Regions from separate parts of the Rattus norvegicus genome. Here region 1 is linked to region 2. The links are chromatin contacts, called in public Hi-C maps. All regions are on one chromosome and are shown on one strand. Each heading gives the region's core, a stretch centred on a gene start, on an enhancer-like site or on the middle of the called end of the contact. The rest is flanking DNA. Distances are from core to core; before and after follow the strand shown. Region 1 overlaps Zfp827 (zinc finger protein 827). Region 2 holds the start of Mmaa (metabolism of cobalamin associated A).

The links. A called contact is a pair of places that touch in the nucleus more often than the background predicts.
Region 1: a contact with region 2 is called in a Hi-C map of the A7r5 cell line, with 2.1 times the contacts expected there. The contact joins the enhancer-like site here to the promoter of Mmaa in region 2. A contact is called at or near these places in 2 of 12 Hi-C or Micro-C datasets (the A7r5 cell line and Schwann cells) and 1 of 1 datasets of contacts at active chromatin or transcription factors (oligodendrocytes).

The regions. Positions count from the first base shown.
Region 1 is chr19:45,659,299-45,662,427 of GRCr8, reverse strand. All of the region lies in intron 8 of Zfp827 (zinc finger protein 827), which reads left to right. Among named protein-coding and RNA genes, the nearest start is that of C19h4orf51, 88 kb to the right of the region's middle. Within about 2 kb of position 1,252, at least 3 of the 93 cell types and tissues checked have an H3K27ac peak or open chromatin away from gene starts, as enhancers often do. A contact at or near this core is called in the A7r5 cell line, where this site is marked.
Region 2 is chr19:45,521,729-45,524,875 of GRCr8, reverse strand. Mmaa (metabolism of cobalamin associated A) reads right to left here and starts at 1,524. Exons shown (of 7, transcript NM_001389261.1): 1 at 1,462-1,524.

The sequences.
Region 1 (3,129 bases), core at 3-2,502, 140 kb before region 2:
AATTGCTTTTAGAAAAGTCAATGCCTTCATCAGAAAGGAACTTGGCTTCATAGAATTCATTGGATTATCTCTACAGAGGTCTGACTTGGCCAATAAAATGTGAATCTCTGTTAACTAGTGCTTTACGAACATGCCTGGAGTCATTTGTGTGTATGTGTTTATCCAGAACTGCCACAGAAGGGGTGATCTACCATACCCAAACCCCTAATGGTGTCCTTTCCTAGATGTTACACCAAATTATAACGGGCAAGACAACATCTGGGTATTTGCAGTGGAGTTTCCCTAGTGTTTGTTGTCTACCTGTTGCAGCTCCCTGTTGGGCTGCATGAGTGTGCATCTTCTATAGTGAGGGGCTTAGCTGTGCCTGGTTCATGGGAGAAGTGCTTAGTGATAAGTTGTTTTGTTTGTCAAGCTTAGAAAACTACCAAGAACCAAACCACTAACACCCTGGCCTGTGAGAATGTTTACTATGAGTACTGTAGTAAACTATACCATGAAGCCCTTGCTGTGAAGGGCTCGGTTCAGGATGCTTCCCAGCTAACTGTGCTCTTCCCTCACCTTCCTTCATGATCCTCAGATTTCAGTCTCCCTTTAAATCTTGCATCTGGGGACATAGGAGGCTTTTTGCTTGCCTAGCACACAAGAGGCCATGCATTGAAGCCCCACCACTGCATAAGCAGATGTGGTGGTACATACCTGTTTCCCCAGCTCTAGAAGGAGGAAGCAGGGGACCAGAAAGTCAGAGTCATCATCAGTGATATTTGGAGTTAAGGCCAACTTGAGTCGCACAAGAGCCTGTGTCAAAACTACATTAAAATGTTGTGATGTTTATAGTGGCTGAGAAGTGAGTTCTTCATAGGCTTTTCAAGACTTGCTTAATGCATAATTTCATTAAGTGGTTTAAATGTGCTTCAGCCAACAGGGCAGAGCAGGTAACTGGCTAGACTAGACCCGTCTCTGATCCATTCTTCAGCCCGGCACTCAAAGGCGGTTTGCCGGGACGCATTGGAGAGCAAGAGTAAGTTTCCGTGATGCCACAGCCAGTTCCTCCATGCTGACTTGCTATGGGGCTGGTGTCTCAACCCTTGGGTAGTGTGTGAATTAGTTTCCTCCCAGGGTGATGCAAAATTCACAGTTCCCAGACAGAGGCAGACGGTGAAGAGAGGAAAAACAGGTCCATTTTCACTATCCATGTGTGTGCACCACTTCCTCTAACACACTGGTCAGAATCTCTAAGAAAGCTTTGCTAGTTTAGATAGAATTTGCTGGGCCAGCAAGATGACTCAGTGGGTAAAGGTGCCTGTGATGTGTGCCTGGCAATTTGAGTCTGATCCTTGGAACCTGTGTCAAGGGACCTATGTAAAGTTGGATGAAGAGAACCAAGTCCACAACTTGTCTTCCAACTGCCACATGGAAACACACACAGACACACACATACACACTACTGTCATCACCATAAAAAATAGATGTATCACATAAAATTTCCTATTTAAGATACTTTAAGTCTAAAAAAAAAAAAGAAAGGAAGGAAGAAAGAGAGAGAGATAAAGAGGAAGAAAGAGAGAAAGAAATAGAGTTCTTAACTAAAGTGAGCAGATTTCTAGCAGGGAAGATGGCCGGTCTTCAGAGTTACACAAACATGAAGAGAAATGAAGTGGAGGAAGAAGGCATTCACTCTGACAAACCGATTGTTTGTGTATGTGGCTAAGCGGCAACCTCGATGTTGGTATGTGCCACACACTGAATACATTTAAGTCATTTTGTTTGATTTGGAATCAAGACAAGATTGCCAGCAGACTTTTGGAAATCCTCACCGGCTCAAATCAGATGACATCACTGCTCGCTCTTTTCAGTTCTTGGATTCCTGGGCCTCAGACACACTGATTCTGGAGTCTTTTCAAGCAGAAAAACTCCTATTTGGTTAGAATGGAGGCAGAGAAGGTATTGCCTGGTTGGAGCAAGTGACTGATGTTCCTCAAACAGTGACGAGCTCTGCGACTCTCAGGATGAAACCATAGCACTCTGAATCCCTCTGGACAGCACTGCTCCATGATTTGTGTTGGTTTACATGGCCGATGATGGGTTCCATGCGACACAGCGTCACTGGGCTCTCTTATTTCCTCTTTATCTGTGAGCCCCAGTACATTTGTTTCCTGATGTGCCAGTGGGTCAGCTCCAGGTAACTGAACATCACTGGAAGGACCAGTAAGGAAGCCTGAAGTCTCCACCTGTCAGTTCCCATCCAGGAGTCAGAGTTAGCCGATCTGAGCAGGCCGGGCTAGCACACACTGCTGGCTTCCCACTTCATCCCACTGACATGTTTGAATGGGTCCTGAACCAGCAATTCCCAGCTTGACTATAGCAAACACAGGCTAAACAAAAGGAATGAGACCCTTTCCCAGATGTAGCCCCTTGAGAATTCTGCTTCTTGCCTTTAGGGCAATTGGGGAAATAATGGAGTTTCACATCCTAAGGAATTTCACTGAAGAGCAGTCAGTGTCTCAGAATTGCTTTTCAAATCTTAAGTAATGATAACATGAACTTATGGGGTCAGGGGAGAGGAAGTGTTTCTCGTGTGTGTGTGTGTGTGTGTGTGTGTGTGTGTGTGTGTGTGTGTGTGTGTGTGTTTTATTTACCCATTCACAACGCTCAGAATTCTCAATGCCTGGAGCTTGTCTTTGGCTGAGCCCTCCTTGGGCATGGGTGACTGTGGTAGTACGCAATCCATTCTTATCAGCACATTAGGTAAGCCACAGGTGACCTCCTCTTCCTATGAATACAGGTCTCCTCTGTACTCTCCCTCCTTCCTGTGGGTGGCAGGATGCTTGGGCTGACACAGTAAAGTTGGGGCTGACTGGCAGTATGGGCTGTAGCGATTGCTAAGCCTTCTAAAGCTTGTGAGTTGAGAGAGAGGAGACAACAGATTTGGATTCAGGAGTTTTCTCACTTAAAACAGGAGGATTCCATCCTGCCCCCAGAGCATTGCTTCAGTATGTGGATAGAATTAGCATCACATTGATTGGCAGTCATTTGTTATGGCAGAGGGGCTGGGGTAAGGGGAGTGACTTGAAAGGCATTCAGGTTGACAGTCCCCCCTACCCCCATTAGCTCAGGAGTCTCATCTCAGGA
Region 2 (3,147 bases), core at 275-2,774:
ACGAGAGGGAAAATCTCAGGCCTACTCCAAGGGTTCTGAATCAGAGACTGTGGGAGTGGAGCACAACTGCTTGTGTCCTAAGTCTTCTGTGTGACCCTGATGCCCTAGGAAAAAAGTCCGATAGTCTGTGTCTGCTGCACAACCTTCTCACACTCTCCTCTCAGACTCCTAGGAGTCTCTTTTCCAAACCTGCTGCTTTCCCAACTTCCAGATTTGACCCACAGGCCACATCTTCCCTCTTCTACAACATTTTTCTTCTGCTTAAATTCCTCTCTTAAACCCTCTCCTGATGATCCTGGCTTTGGAGAATCTTTTCTTCATCATATTATTCTGAATACCAACTTAGGTGATAAATCTGCTCAGACTACTAACAAATTGTACCTGGCACACAGAGGGTGCATGTTAACTCAACTGAACACCTATCACATTAAAACCAATGGGAGGATCACATAAAAATACAGATACTTGTTCCATATTGCAGAAAAATCAGATCTCTGTAAAAGACCAGTGGCAATAAAGATTTTAGAGCAATGTTCAACACCTTTCTTACATACGGGAAGAAGTTTGCTTTTCCCACATGACACCAATCTGCTGGAGCGGATTTCAGCCATTCACTTGTTCTATCCATTCCAAATATATTCTTATGACACCCTCAAATTTTGTAGGCACCATTTATGTTCCTCATGATTACGTAACTTTCCATGTTTATAGTCTCTCCTAATAGGAAACAAAGCCTTAAAAGAACCAGCCTAGTAAAAATACTATTTCTCTGAATATATTTACTTTGTCAAAGAACACTCTAGACATTGTAGATGACCTCCAAACGTTTTGTTTCTCCTGGAAATTGGTTTTCTACCCAGTTTAGCCACTTTTTATAGTCTCTTTGTTCTCCAAAATATATACATAGGAGCTCTTATGGCGGCAGTAAGAAACCCTTTTCTTAGGCTATCTTTCATTTTTTTCAAATGAGAAACATATCTGAAGTTGGCATGTCTTCTGTGGAACGCTACAGGCCCTATCGAGACGGTGTTTGGAACCCAGACAACCCTTTGTGACTCCTAGTCTGAACCCTATTTTGTATCCTGCTTTGAATCCTCTGCAAATGGGTATTCCTTCCACTCTGAGGTGTCTGCTGCTCCCTTCCATAGGCGGAGCTCCTTAACATGGAACAACCTTTGGCCCCGTCTCCTTCCCTGCTGCCCGAGAGGAGCTCACAACTCAGCCCACAGATCCTGACAGCAGTGTCTGCGACGCCTTTCTTATGTAAGGAAAAAGCACGCAGTCCCTTCCAGTTCTTCCTGCAGGCCCGACCACATCCACCCCGCCCCTAATTCAGCCACATCCTCCTCGGCTGCCCCCCGCGAGCCTCCAGGGGGCGCCCCCTACAGCGGGGCTGACCCGGGGCGGAGGACGGACCGGCCCCGACTCCTGGCCTCCGCGCGCACCGGGCCCCACACTCACCCTCGCGAGGCCGCGCAGTAAAGCACCGCCCCTTCCGCCCGCTCCTCCCGCCCTGCCCGCCCCTTCCGCCTCCGGCAGCACGCAGGCGTAACGTGACGCCCCCGCGCAGGCGCAGGCGCTGAAGGAAGGCCTGTCTCGCGGCGGGCGCATGCGCGGGTAGCGGGGGTCTGTTTGGGCGGGAAGTGGGTGGTGGAGGCCGCTGTGGGCTCGGCTTTTGCTCTCTGGAATGCGTCCTGGCTTAGGCTGTCTCGGCCCTGCCCGACCCAGCGACCGCGGTGCCATGCCCTCTCTTTCCGCGCGTGGAAGCTTGAGATGGGTCACTGATGACGACCTAGACAAACTTTGCAAAGCAGGTTGCCACCTGTTGGAATAACCGCTCCACCCCCAGCCGAAATGCAAGTCTGAACAATGGCGGGTTTGAGTGGCTCAAGGGCCCACAATTCTTCACTTTAAAACTGATGCACTCATAAGAGTATTTCCTAACATGCCCCACATTCAGAGACCTCTGCTCACCACCTCAGCAATGCCCAGGGAGGTTCGTCTGGCGTGGGCAGGCTCTCCCTTGAAAGGATCTGACTTAGTTCTACTTTGCACTGGGGCGAAATGCTAATTTATTATTATTATTATTACTACTATTACTATTATCTTGGAGAGACAAGGTCTCTCTGGCGATCCTGGAACTCCCCAAGTAAACCAGGCTTTGACACCCAAATTCTGGGATTAAAGCTGGGCCCCACCGCGCCACACTGTAGTGAATTTTAAAAAGGAAAAGAAAAAAAAAAAAAACCATAATAAAACAGGTGACTAAGCCGTTGCCTACTCGTACACGATTTTTAGGGGAAAGTTTTTGTAATATTTTAATCAAGGTAACATCCATGCCGATCTGCATAATACTTTTTTTTTTCTTGATACAGGTTAAGTTTTATGAAGGAGTTTATGAGGACTTTGCTAACTAAAAAAATGATTCCCTAGCCTTTGCTTGCTGTTTATTCTGCAAACTCTTACTTTAATGCATTTTTTTTTTAAATCAAGTATTCCTAACTGTTCTTATCACTCCTTTGGGAAGAATTAAAGACGTTCATGAAGCAGAAGTGCTCCTGTCCTGGGGGAAGGAGGGGACATGGCCGACAGGACACACAGGACTGGAACCTGCCTTGAGGCTGTGAGAGCTCCACCTATGTTCAGCCTCCTCTCGAAGTGATTAGTCTGAATCTCATTAAGAGCCATGCAGAAAAATTCAAAATTGGTTTTATTTGGTTTTCATAGTTGTTAGTATTGAAAAAAATAGCATGGTTCTATTTAAGGCAGCCGGGCAGTCTTAGGTAGCAGTAAAGATTTTCAAATTTTAACATAAGAACACATCGACTTAAATTTCTCAGGAATGATCTTTTAGAAGGATCATTTTGTTCTTAGTCATGTATAATCAAGTAGGTCTGAAGTCATGAGACCTACAAATTTCAGGTAATCCAGAAGGAAAATATGTGAAGACTGTAAAAGTAGGATACTATATTTTAAAAGGTAGTTTAAACAGCAGCTGCAAGTGCTCTTTTAACTCTTCCGCTTTAAATTTGAAATATTTAAAAACAAAGTTGTTGGAGCCAGAGCTATGGCTCAGAGAGTAACATATTAACATAAGAACATATTGGCTGTTTTTTAAGGAGCCAGATTGGGTTCCCAGGACCCACA